2 separate regions of the Zea mays genome follow, and region 2 is linked to region 1. A link is a contact called in public Hi-C data. All regions are on one chromosome and are shown on one strand. The core of a region is the stretch at or near the end of the contact, and the rest is flanking DNA. Distances in the headings are between cores, read along the strand shown.

Region 1 (6,484 bases), core at 3,538-6,037:
TTCATTGTCCTCTCTTGCTTGATTGCGGTGTCTGTGAACTTCAGTACATTTCTTGTGATTGGAACAACATCCCCAGTGACGTACCAGGTGCTTGGTCACCTTAAGACATGTCTGGTTCTATCATTTGGCTACACTCTATTACATGATCCTTTCACTCTAAGGAACATATTGGGCATTCTAATTGCCATATTTGGGATGGCACTATACTCCTATTTCTCTGTAAGAGAGGGCAAGAAGAAGTCAGCAAATGATGCCCTGCCAGTTTCACAGGTTTTTTTCTTCATTCCTTGAATAACATGCATTATGATTCATATTTATCTTTTTTTAAAATCATATTTACCATAGACATAGTTTTCATGAAGCAAAAGGAAATGAACTGATAGGTGATAAGCATAGAACAGCCATGCCATTATGCCAATGACTATCCTGATTCCTATTCCTATACTAAGTCAGCAACAAGAATTAAGAGTCCACTTTCATCAAATTAAATACAGTAGTGGTTGAATCTTCTAATTTGATATAATCACGATGAAATAAACATTCAAATTTGGGAAATAAAATTGAAATTACTTTAGATTTGAATATAATTTACACAATAACAAGAATCAGTATTAAGCATTAGTATAGTACAGATAGACAAAAGTTATGGTGCCTCCAATACTGTGAACCAGATTGGATCTTGTAATGTTTAGAGAATGATGTGGGCTACACGCGCCATATATCGTGAATTGTGCCATATGTCGTGAATTATTTTAGCTTCTGGATGGGATATCAAATATTCTCAACACAACTGCAACATAATTTACATTATGAAATATACAAAAAAATGTCAAATCGTCCTTGAAGTACAATTAATATGTACAACCTTTTCCAGTTCACCCTTTTGATGTTTCTGATGATGTATATGTAGATGCCAGATAAGGAGGTTGAACCGCTTTTGGCAACTAAAGACAGCAATGACACCGAGAAAGCAAATGGTTTATCTCACGACTGCTAGGGCTTTTCTTGTAGTTTAGGTCTAGTATGAACTGCCCTTAGAATTTAATGGACTTGGAAAGCCATTCTTTTCATTCTTGATTTCCTTTTTAGGAAAGGAAGATTTTAAAATTTGTAGAGAATGTGTATTTTGACGTTAAAGTTATTGTTTGATTATATTCTACACACAGCAGTTCCAGCTGAAGTTTTATTAGTGCAGATCTCAAACTATACTTTAGCAGATGTAGTTCTCTACCAAGCTAATCTAACAAAACCAAACAATAAATCTTGAGGACATTCCAAAGTGTTAAAGTGTATAAGTGGATTGACTAGTTTCTCCCATCAGTTTAAGCTTTTGGTTCAACTGGTTAGTGCGTCTACTCTAACATAGTTACAAAGCCGCCAGAGGTCTCGAGTTTGAATCCTGGCAGAGACTTTATTTGTGTCTCCACCTATTTATTTCCATATTTACGCCTTTCTCTCTGGCTGCACGTGAGTGAGGGTGTTGAAGTGTATAAGTGGAATAGTGGATTGACTACCTTCTCCCATCAGTTTAAGTTTTTGGGTTGAACTGGTTATTGCGTCCACTCTAACACATAGATCACTTCTAAACAGCTACTCTAAGTACACAATAAAACCAGCAGTCTACCATCAGCTCGGAATCAGTCCCAATTCCAAGGTGAAAGAAATGGAGGATAAACTATTATGCCTCGGTTGCTCCAAGTGGATTCATTTATGCAGAATTGGTCAACGTCACCATGTATCATCTCAACTGATTGCATGAAATGTGTTGATATGAACATATTTCAGGCAGCCTACTAGCAAGCTGCTACCTGTAATAGTTCAGATACTTCATGTGTCTTGTCCACTAGCTTGAAACCAGCTAGACACGAATATGTGGCACTTCAAACAGGTGTAACCTGCCATCAGCTGTTGTTTTCAAAACTAGATTACAACAGAAATCATTACAGAGTTTGAGGGGCAGCAGAAGAACCTGCCATCAGCTATGAAACAGCAGAGTCAACTTCAGTAGCTTCCTACTATGTATTCAGTCCAACCGCAACATAAAGACATTTATCTCATGTAGAATAGTTCAACTCGTGAGTCGTGACTGAACCATGACTTATGGTTTCTGTTGGGTTTCAACTCTAGTCTACCCCAACTTGCTTGAGATTAAAAGGTTTTGTTGTTGTAAAATAGTTCAACTAGAAACCAGAGTCTGGAACCAAAGAAACAGGTTAACTTCTAGTCACAGACCATACCTTTTCTTCCATTCATTTAGGAAAGGGAAATCCACAACCTGCCGTTACTGAATCATCAAAATACAGCATAAATGTTAGCTTCAAGTACCTTATCGAGATAGTGAACCTTGATTTCCTTTGACAATTGGCAAAAAATCTTGTGACATGGTAAAAGATAGGAAGTCAGCAATGACTATTGAGAACTGACTCCATATTCAGCCAACATTTCTTCACTCAGCAAATCATAATATGTGTGGTCAGAACTAATATATTTACGTGAGTAACATGAAAGTTCTGGAATATAACCCGCTTTTACCATTTCAAATCCAATCAGATCCAGCATTGTGTACATTTCATCAGACTCTGGGTGCGATCTGTCCTCTACAATAAAGACTTTCAGCTCGCCCTTGAGTTTAATCCAACTCTTCCCAGGTGATTTCTGGACTCCGCTGCTTCTCATATCCTTCTTCAATCTTGCAAACTCATTCCAATTGCCAGATGAGGCATATATGTTGCACAAAAGGACATAGGCTGCTGAATGAGAAGGATCAATATTTAAAACACCTTCTGCTGCCCTCTTCCCCATCTCAACATCATTATGTGTTCTGCTAGCGGCTAGCAGAGTATTCCACATTATAATATCAGGTTCAAATGGCATTTGGTCAACAAATTTTGCTGCCTCACTTAGTCTCCCAGCACGTGCCAACAAATCAATGACACATGAGCAATGCTCTTTCGTTGGGACAATGCCATATTCAGGTTCCATAATACTGTAGTAATAGCAGCCTTCATCAACAAGTCCTACACGACTGCATGCTATGAGGACACCGACAAAGGTTACATGATTTGGCTTGACTCCAAGGTTTCTCATCCTGGCAAATAAATCAAGTGCTTCCTTTGCATAACCAAATTGGGCATAGCCAACAATCAAGCTGCTCCAAGAGAACACATCGCGGCCGGTGCCCATTATTTCAAAGAGCTTGTTGGCATCATCTAAACTTCCACATTTAGCATAAGTGTCAATCAGAGCATTACTCAGAATTGCATCACTCACCAGTCCAACCTTGAAGGCATATGCATGAACCTGTTTCGCCATTTCAAAGTAACCCAGCTCAGCAGAAGCACTCAAAACATTGTTTAGACTGATCCTATCCAGACTTGGCATTGAACTGTGCAAGAGTCTGAATAACTTAAATACATCTTCCATATGCCGGTGCTGCACACAAGCAGTGAGAATGCTGTTCCAGGTGACAACATCACGATCATTTGTCTCGTGAAAGACATCCATTGCAGAGGGGAAATCCAAACACCTTGTATACATGCTGATTAAAGAATTGCATACCATAACATCCCCGCCTAAACCTAATTTGACCAAGTACGAGTGGATGGATCTACCTTGACGCAAAGCATCACAGCCAACACACGCACATAACAAAGCCATAACCGTGATACCATCAGGCTTCAGACTAGAATATCTCATCTCAGAGAACAGAACCATAGCCTCACTAAGGAGCCCATCAGCAGAGAAAGCATTTATTAAGGAATTCCAAGAAACCAAATCAGGTGACTCAATTCTGTAAAACACCTTCATTGCTGAGTCAAGCTTATTGCAACGGGCATACATGTCACCCAGCGAGCAACCTGCGTATGAATTGCGGTCCAGCTTATACTTGACACATAAACCGTGAATCTGCTCCCCGTACTCCAAACTGTTAATAACAACTGAGCAGGCCCTAAAGACACTCCCAAAATGGAACTCATTGGGGTGGTGCATGCCCTCAGCAATCATCTCCCTGAAAATGTGAAGTGCGTCCATTTCACGACCTTGCTGTGCAAGCCCGGCGATAATTGACCCCCATGAAAATAAATCTTTGTCCCTAATCCTCTCAAAGAGCGCAAATCCATCCCCAACTGAACCGCTCTTGGAGTACATGGTGACGAGTGCGTTCTGCACGATCAGATGACCTCCGTTATCCGATTTTATGGCCTGCGCATGCACCTGCCTCCCTAGGCCCAAGTCCCCAAGCTCCGCGCAGGCGCGCACGGCGCTGCCGAGCGCAAACTCGTCCGGCGCGGTCCCCAACCGCAACATGGAGGAGAAGAGACCCATGGCATCGGCACAACGGCTGTTCTGCGCATGCGCCGCGATAACGGCGGCCCAGGAGACGGGGTTCCTGTCGAGCATCCCGTCGAACACCATGCGTGCGGAATCTGGGGCGGCGCAGCGGCCGTACATGGTGATGAGGTGGTTGCTGAGAATGGTGTTGCGAGCGAGGTATGCGGCGCCAGCAGAGGAGGCAAGGAGGTGACGATGGACGAGGCGCCCCTGCGGGAAGGAGCGGAGGCGGGAGCAGGCCGCGACGAGCGCGGCATAGGCAGCGGCGGAGAGAGGGTCGGGGGCGGATGCGGGGGAGAAGGGGAGCGACTCAAAGGCCCGGAGCGCGGCGGAAAGCCGTCCCGAGTGGTAGAACTGAAGGATGGTGCCGCTTGGATTCTGCATCTGCGGCGGCCGGCGGCCGGCGGCCGTTAGCAGTCGGAGCTGCTGGCGCCTGGCGGTGATGGACGCCGCGGCGGGAACAGAACCTCAGAACAGGTGTTTGGATGGGGAGAGCTAAATTTTAACCCGTCGCATCGAACGGTGGAATATGTAGGACTAGTTTGAGAACTTAATTTTTCTAACACCAACTGCAGCAATGGTGCTCTCTGTATCCATATCCTAGGGAGCGTCCTCCGCGTTTACGTAGGCAGAGCGTGGAGGCGTTTCCAGCAGGGACCGTATACGGCGCCATACTCGGAGGAGGGAAGGGCGGTCGTTTCCGTTGCCGCCAAAGGTCGGAAAACGGATCTCGGCCGAAGGCGACGGCGGTGAAGCTCGCTTCCTCGACGCGGTGGTACTGTTACTGTCCATGTTCGGCCGAGCTCCGGCGTGCTCCCCGTCTTCTCCATCATCGTCGTTCTGTTGCCGCTAAAGGTCCGAAAACGGATCTCGTCCGAAGGCGACGGCGGTGAAGCTCGCTTCCTCGACGCGGTGGTACTGTCCATGTTCGGCCGAGCTCCGGCGTGCTCCCTGTCTTCTCTATCGTCGTCGTCGAGGTACGGAACAAGTGGCGCTGGCCGGATCAGGCGCTGGCCGCTGTTTGGTCTCCCACAAATTACTGTTTGCAACTAGGGATGAAAACGGAAACAGTAATTTTCGGATACCGGGAATCGTTTTCGAAATTTTACCGAAATTTAGATCTAAACGGAAACGGAAACGGTTACCGAAAATACGGAAACGAAATCGGTAGAAAAAATCGGAAACGGAAACGGTTTAGGCTTTTTCCGACCGTTTCCGGAAATTACCGTTTTCATCCGGTATTTTACCGTCGGTAATAAATTCGGTATTTTTCAGAAAAAAATATTAAATCTGAGGTGACCTTTATAAATTCATAATAAATTCATCTTAGCTTAGAAAAATGTGAAACTAATTTTATTATTTTTCTAAAATCAAGATCTATCTAATGATATATAGTTTAGAATCGTTTGAAACTTTTATAAATCTTATTTATGTTTTCTTATCTATTATTACTCTTGATAGATATATTCATAATTTGCACGAGAACTTAAGAAGGACTAAGAGGACACTAATTATATTGACTATGCCAAGTAGTAGAGGTACAAATAGAATGTCAATGTCATATCATTATACATATCTTGATTCTACTTTATTTAAATGCATAATAATGATTTTATTATTGTATACTTCTTACCTTATATATTTATTGTGACCTCCTACCTTATATATTATTACTAATTTTATATGAATGTATGACTTGCGTGATTTTTTGAAGTAAATTGAGGGTACATGTTAAAGTTTTTACCGATTGAATTTTAGATTCCGATCGTAACCGGTGTAATTTTCGTACCGAACTTTCGTTTCCGATGTTTACGAATTACCGATGTCGTTTTCGTTTCCGGAGTTACCGTTTCCGATCTCGTTTCCAAGGAAAAATATGAAAACGAAAATGATTTTAGTGTTTACCGATCGTTTCCGACCGTTTTCACCCCTATTTGCAACTACACTTTAATCAAATTGATCCCAAGTCCAAATGCAGGGTTGCCCAACTAGCTTCGATTTGTGGGTCAACTCTTCCAACAATCGTGGACAAGAAATTTCGCGGATTTGGTAATTGAACACAAGCGGTTTGCAGAGGTGAGGTTTTTAGGTTGCAGCTATCCTACTGACAAGATGGCTTCTTCATCTAATCCGTGGCACCGACGTTTGAAAC
Region 2 (6,243 bases), core at 3,139-5,638, 130 kb after region 1:
AGAATTGACAAGTTAAGAAGAAGCTTTCTTTGGAAAGGGAATACTCCAAAATTTTGCAATGGGGGTCATTGCTTGATTAACTGGTCCACAACTTGCCTACCAAAGAATAGGGGGGGTCTGGGAGTTCTAGACCTGGAGCGTTTTGCAAGAGCGCTAAGGCTAAGATGGATGTGGCTAAGGTGGAAGGTTAAAGAAAAAGCATGGGTTGGCATGCATTTACCATGTGACAAGGCGGATGTAGATCTCTTTAACGCATCAACAATTGTGACTATCGGTAACGGGAAGATGGCGGATTTCTGAGGATCTAGTTGGATTGAAGGACAGACACCAAAGAATATTGCACCTAAGCTATACAAGAAAGCAAGAAGAAAGAACATCTCGGTTTTCAAGGCTCTTCGAAACAATTACTGGATGCAGTTCTGTGCGCCTTTCACTCAGGAGGAGGAAGTTAGAGAATTTGTCTTACTTTGGTTATCAATCAGCAGCACACAAGGCCTCAATGATCTTGAAGACACCATTTCTTGGAGATGGTCGGCAGATGGGGAATACAGTTCAAGTAGCGCATACAAAATTTAGTTCACAACGAACTTCTGTAAAATTCACATCAATCTCATTTGGAAAGCAAAAACTGAACCAAAATGTCGTTTCTTTGTTTGGACATTGTTGCACAACAAAATATTAACTTCAGACAATCTGCAAAAACGGGGATGGCCTTGCAATCAAAATTGTTCTTTTTGTAATGTATCTCCGGAGACAGCGGTACACCTATGTAAGGATTGTCCCTTCGCAAAGGAAGTGTGGAACATGATCCTGACTTGGGCTGATTTGCGATTCCTGGACGGTATTTCTAAGACTGGATCTCTGCACACGTGGTGGTTTAGACTGAGGATGCTTTGTAGTAAGCAATCAAGAAAAAGTTTCGATGGCCTCCTAATTTATGTCTGGTGGAGCTTATGGTTGGAAAGAAACAACTGAATCTTTAAGGGCCAGCAGAGAACGACAGAGCAAGTGGCGCAGCTGGTGAAAGAGCTCGTTGGTGGAGGTTTAGCTTGTCTGTAGCGGTTGGGGGCATGGTCAGGGGAGTTTGGGTCTTTATCTCTAAACGTCAGTGTTCTAACTAGGTCAAGTTTGTTAAGTTGTTTGGATCGTGTCAGTTGGTAAAGTTTTTTTTATCTCTTCTAATATATTGGAATGACAAATCTTTTACCTTTCCCTTTCAAAAAAAGAAAGGGACTCTAGCTGGGTTGGTTAGCTGGTCTAAGTAGCACTCTTCAGGTCCTCTCTTTTGTCTCACGCCAAAGCACAGGTCTAAGGCTCGGCCCCGGTCGGCGATCACGGTCACATGGGCCACGATGTCGGTATGTATGGGTGTTGTAGGGATTCAGGAGTTTTGTCGACCTATGTGAGAAGGTCTTCTTCTAAATACAATATTCGGGGGGCTGTCTTAGCTCCCACGGGTTGAGTTTTAAAAGAGAGGTAGTGGTGCCTGATGCTGGTGATGGAGGATGATAAGTGTAAAGTAAAAAATGCTTCCACTTCAAGGCTAACCTACCCTTCTGGCATACAAGGAAGTACTAAATTTATGATTAGGCCTTAAAATAATTTTATGTTCTTCATTTGTAACACAAGTAGATAACTACTGCTAATCGATGGTGTCACTCAGCTTGCAGTTTACTTTTTTCGCGCGAGTAATAAGAACTTAGACACTTCCTGTTTTCTGTATCAACATGTGCTCTCTCTGTAAGAATACTCGTAGGTGTCAAATGCCTTTTGTTCCCCGTGCCAATGGTACATGTGACTGGTTCTAACCTTGCCTTTTTATTGACTAACGTATCAGCTTGCAGCGATGAGGATTGAGGAGGATCACCCAACTGCCCGCTAAGAAGCGCCTTCACGGAGCCTTAGAATTCATAAGAACAGGATAACCAGATAATCTGTGGGATAATGAATTGCAGTCAAATAGTTCAGATAGTTTCGGTCAGCTTTGTGCATATGGTTTTCTATTAATCTTCATGCGGCCCATTGATGTCGTTGATGAACGGAAAAAGATCCTTAATTTTTTGGAAATCCGTTGTGTAGGCATTTTCGGGCGTGTATTCAGAATAACCTGTGTGATTGCTGTTTCTCACCGACACAAAGGCGTTTGGTCCAGGTGATGCTTAAACCGTACTGTAAACCCTAAACTCTAAGCATGTAACATAATCCAAATAGAGATAATAAATTATTGTGCTTACAGAGAAGTCTTCGGCGATCATAGCAAAACATTGGCGGCATAAAAAGCACAGCATGGGCATATGCTCTGGCTAATGTTCGTGGATTCGTGCTGCCATCAACATTTCTTTGTCCAAAATTTCCCCATGCTTGTGTGTCAGCGACCTATCGATCGAGCATGCTACATTACAGAATACTCCAAAGTTCTCAGAGATGCTGTCGCCATATGAACCTTTCATGTTTTTTGAGCTCATCTGTTAACCGATAGATAACATTATTGTTTCTACATGTTCCTCTAGCTGTCTAGCACGATTACTGGCGGTCTGGGAAGTGTTATTTGCAGAGAAGATATGCTAATACATATCCATTTCCTAGGGCAGCAAGTAACACTTGCCTGTTATTTCATTTGAGTAGCATTTCCTACTGATGCTAATTTGCTCCGGCCGGTGAATTTCAGGGATGGGATTAATTACCAGCCCCCCATATCACAACAGCGCGGGAGCACGTTTTGGTGCCCTTCACATATATGCAGGCAGTCAAAGATTAGCCCGGAGCGAGACAGATAGGAATTGGGAGTGAATCATCCTTGCTGTCTGTTCAGCTGTACGCCTGTACTGCTTTCTTTTTGGTAGTAGTATAATACGTACTTGTATGAGTAGACTGACGGCTGCTTGCTCGACAATTTATATCGTTATAATTTCAATTGGTTTTGCACAATAATGTACAGCAAAAAAAATCATTCGCGGGTAGCTTGTTGATACGTTTCCTTCATCGTCTTCTGATTTCTGAAATTGAGGTTTGGCAAATGCTCCACTGGGGCACGGTATATTCCCATTGGTAGCCCGTGAGCCTGATGGAAGTATGTTATATGTTGGTGATGAACATAATACATGCATATCTTGTTTATTTTAAGTCTCTTTGTTGTATATTGATCTTTATTTATATGGTTGTTATATATACACGTAGGCGGATTTGGGGTCTATTTTTATTTACTACTGAATTGTGTTAAAAAAAGGAACCTAGCTAGGGTTGAAAACGGAAGGATAAAATCTCGTCCCAACCCGTACCGTTTTCTATATTTGATCTGAACATTTTTGTATTTACGGAAGATATGGAAACAGGACGAAAACATGAGATAATTTATTCCGTCCGTTTTTGTGTGATCCTGTTTTTAAATTTATCCGGATTGAACCCGTATTTATTCCGTATTTGATAAATACGGAACGAGCCTAATATGCATTACTATATAAACTAAAGTCTCGTGTTTTTAGATGACAAATTATAGCACAAGTGGTCATTGTAACCATCGGTTCTTTTCAATGGCAAGTGGTCTAAAGTCTTAAACAACATCGAATATAGCTAAATGTACACCAATAGCGCAACCACAGAACAATAAAATATTGTCTCTCTTTATCTATTTATTTTATGTTATTGTCCTACCAATCAATCACTAGTTAAACATCAATAATATCTCTGTTTGTATTAAATTATGAGTTTCCGTTAGTATTTCCGTTTTCGTTCGTTTTCGTAATTCCGTTTATCCCGCTTCTGTTTCCGTTTCCGACTAATCCAGATCAGATCCTGTTTTCGATGATAAAATGTGGATACGGAAATGGAGAGGGGGTTTTCCGTGTCCGTTTTCATCTTTAAACCTAGCTTTATTAAGGTGGATAGTGGATACAAATACAAGCAATCAACGACTCAAATCGCTGATCATGTGGATTGTGCCGTCCCAGCAGTAATCACAAACAGTGGCATTGTCAGGTCGGTGGAGCAGTACAGCCGCCCGTGCTCTGGATCCGTAGCATATATGCCACGTACTGCACAGACATCCATCGAGGCGTGCACGATGCGCCACCTCTGCATGGGCCGCATAATACCATTTTTCTTTTGTGCAACCGTACTCTGTGCAGTTCAATTGTTGTACTCGTGCCGAGAGGCCCGAGACGAGACTGTCGGGACAAGGACAAGGACAGGGACAGGGACACGTCGAGCAAAATCTCCAGCCTTGCAGTAAAAAAATGTGCATGCTGACTCAGCTTTTCGATTCGATCCATTTGTATCGGCGAAAATTAAGCAAATACTACCGGCCGGACTTGGATTTCGAACAAACAAGCCCTTGCTAGCTAGGCCTAAAGCACTACTATATAAAGCAACCACTCTCGCCCCCCGTCGTCGCGCCGGTCATTCCAGGTGTGTCTAGTCTCTAGTCTAGCTAGGCACTACTCTAGCTCCCAAGTGGCCAAGTATACTCGCCAGAGTACGTAGAGTGTAGTTGAGCGTCGTCCAAGGATGGCGTGGACCTCCCGCCGCATGGTCGCGTCCGCGCTCGTCTTCCTGCTGATGCTGCTCGCCGCCTCAGGTGCGTGCGTGTGTCCTTAATTACTACGACCTAGCTAGCTCGATCGACGGCCGGCATCTTGTTTTTTTCTGACACGGAGCGCGGCCGTTGCTTTGCATGCATGCAGAGATGGGGACGACGAGGGTGGCGGAGGCGAGGCACTGCACGTCGCAGAGCCACCGGTTCGTCGGCGCCTGCATGAGCAAGAGCAACTGCGAGAACGTCTGCAGGACGGAGGGCTTCCCGTGGGGCGAGTGCAGGTGGCACGGCATAGAGCGCAAGTGCCACTGCAAGCGGATCTGCTAGTAATTAACTAGCCGGCTGGCCAGCGCATGCATGCACGACGACCGACCTACCTGCTGCTGGTCCGTTTGCGTTTGTTTCTTGTCCTTTGGGCCTTGCTGTGGCGCGCAGTCTTGCGTACGTGCGTGTGCGTGTGTCTTTTCAGTTACTCTCAATTAGTCATAGCAGACGTGCGTGGGTGCGAGCGTGTGTCTCGTTGCATTGATGAACCGGCTTCACGTGCTGTGGTTTTACAGTTTCTGATGTGTTTTAGCTAATCTCGAATAATAAATAATAAGGCCCCGTCTTCACGCAGTTGCGTACTGGGTGCTTACGTACATTGTGGTTGTTACTTTCGTCACGCAGTTGAGTGGATGTATTAGTCAAAAAGGCCGGAATACTGGTTGGTTGATTGTGGAATGCAATAACCCTTCGAAAACATCAGCTGGTTGTGGATGGGTCAATGCACAGAGAGTAAATGTCAGGGAATAACTACTGCAGACGACCACGAATAAACCGATCTGCATGGTGCATTTTTTTTTTTTTTTGCATCTGCTTATTATTCAGGCTGCGTCCCCTCTACATCCAGCCAAACAAACTTCTTTCTTACACAATCCTTCTGTTTAGTTGCTGTACACCGGTAGCCTGGATCATACATGAGCAGTGCACATGCTAGATCTGTACATAGCCTTTTATTTGGTTGTTTATATTAGTACATTCAGATCAGATACAACTCGTATTTGGTTATATGTATTACAACGTGTACTTAGAGAAGAGTGCACAAATAAATCTTCAAATATTATATAACATGTGTGGTCTAGTTTTGTTCGTACAAATATCAGAAACACAAATATAAAATCGGTTCCGTGATTATATCTTTTAATTATAAAATATAAAAAAGAAATAAAAAATGCAATCTCGAAGTATATGCACCTACCTTACTTTCGGCCATAGCTGCTCAGCTCTCTATATTCATACTCTATATCTCTATATTTGTGCATCTTTTTTTGTTGTAGGAAGCAAATAATGTATAAAATAATCTATACAAATTTTTATTCTTATTTGTAATAATACGTTCGATAACTAAGAAAAAAAATCAAATCAAATTTTATCTATATCTATTTTAAAATATTAAATTTGTCATAATAACAATTTAGATACTCACTTTTATCACTAGGTAAATGTTCTGAGTCTCACAGAGATGGACGTCTCTCATGTCACAACTCAGAAGAATATACTATATCATGATTTATAGTTGGGCCGGGTTCAGTAGTGTTTCGTGTGCTAAATCACAGTTCCTTATAGGAGGAAGAACGGGCTCAATTTTGTCAGAAAGCGAGCTGATTCAAGGCCCATGTCTTTCTTTTCCATGGTTCTGAACATGTCACGCCACCACCACTCCACCAGCT

What was found. Hi-C and Micro-C count contacts between places; a contact is called where the count stands out from the background.
Region 2: a contact with region 1 is called in a Hi-C map of endosperm, with 1.9 times the contacts expected there. The contact joins the promoter of LOC100282852 here to the promoter of LOC100273844 in region 1. A contact is called at or near these places in 11 of 25 Hi-C or Micro-C datasets (bundle sheath, ear, endosperm and 4 more).

What each region holds. Positions count from the first base shown.
Region 1 is chr10:133,471,117-133,477,600 of Zm-B73-REFERENCE-NAM-5.0, forward strand. LOC100273844 (Putative pentatricopeptide repeat family protein) reads right to left here and starts at 4,788. Exons shown (of 3, transcript NM_001360468.1): 1 at 1-4,788. The coding sequence starts at 4,716. The coding sequence ends at 2,410. It overlaps LOC103641850, which reads left to right and starts at 5,963. Exons shown (of 3, transcript XM_008665165.3): 1 at 5,963-6,484. The coding sequence starts at 6,445. It overlaps LOC100193850 (integral membrane protein like protein), which reads left to right. Exons shown (of 8, transcript NM_001138931.2): 7 at 1-270; 8 at 911-1,188. The coding sequence ends at 997.
Region 2 is chr10:133,601,900-133,608,142 of Zm-B73-REFERENCE-NAM-5.0, forward strand. It overlaps LOC100282852, which reads left to right and starts at 4,389. Exons shown (of 2, transcript NM_001155758.2): 1 at 4,389-4,573; 2 at 4,680-5,174. The coding sequence starts at 4,504. The coding sequence ends at 4,858.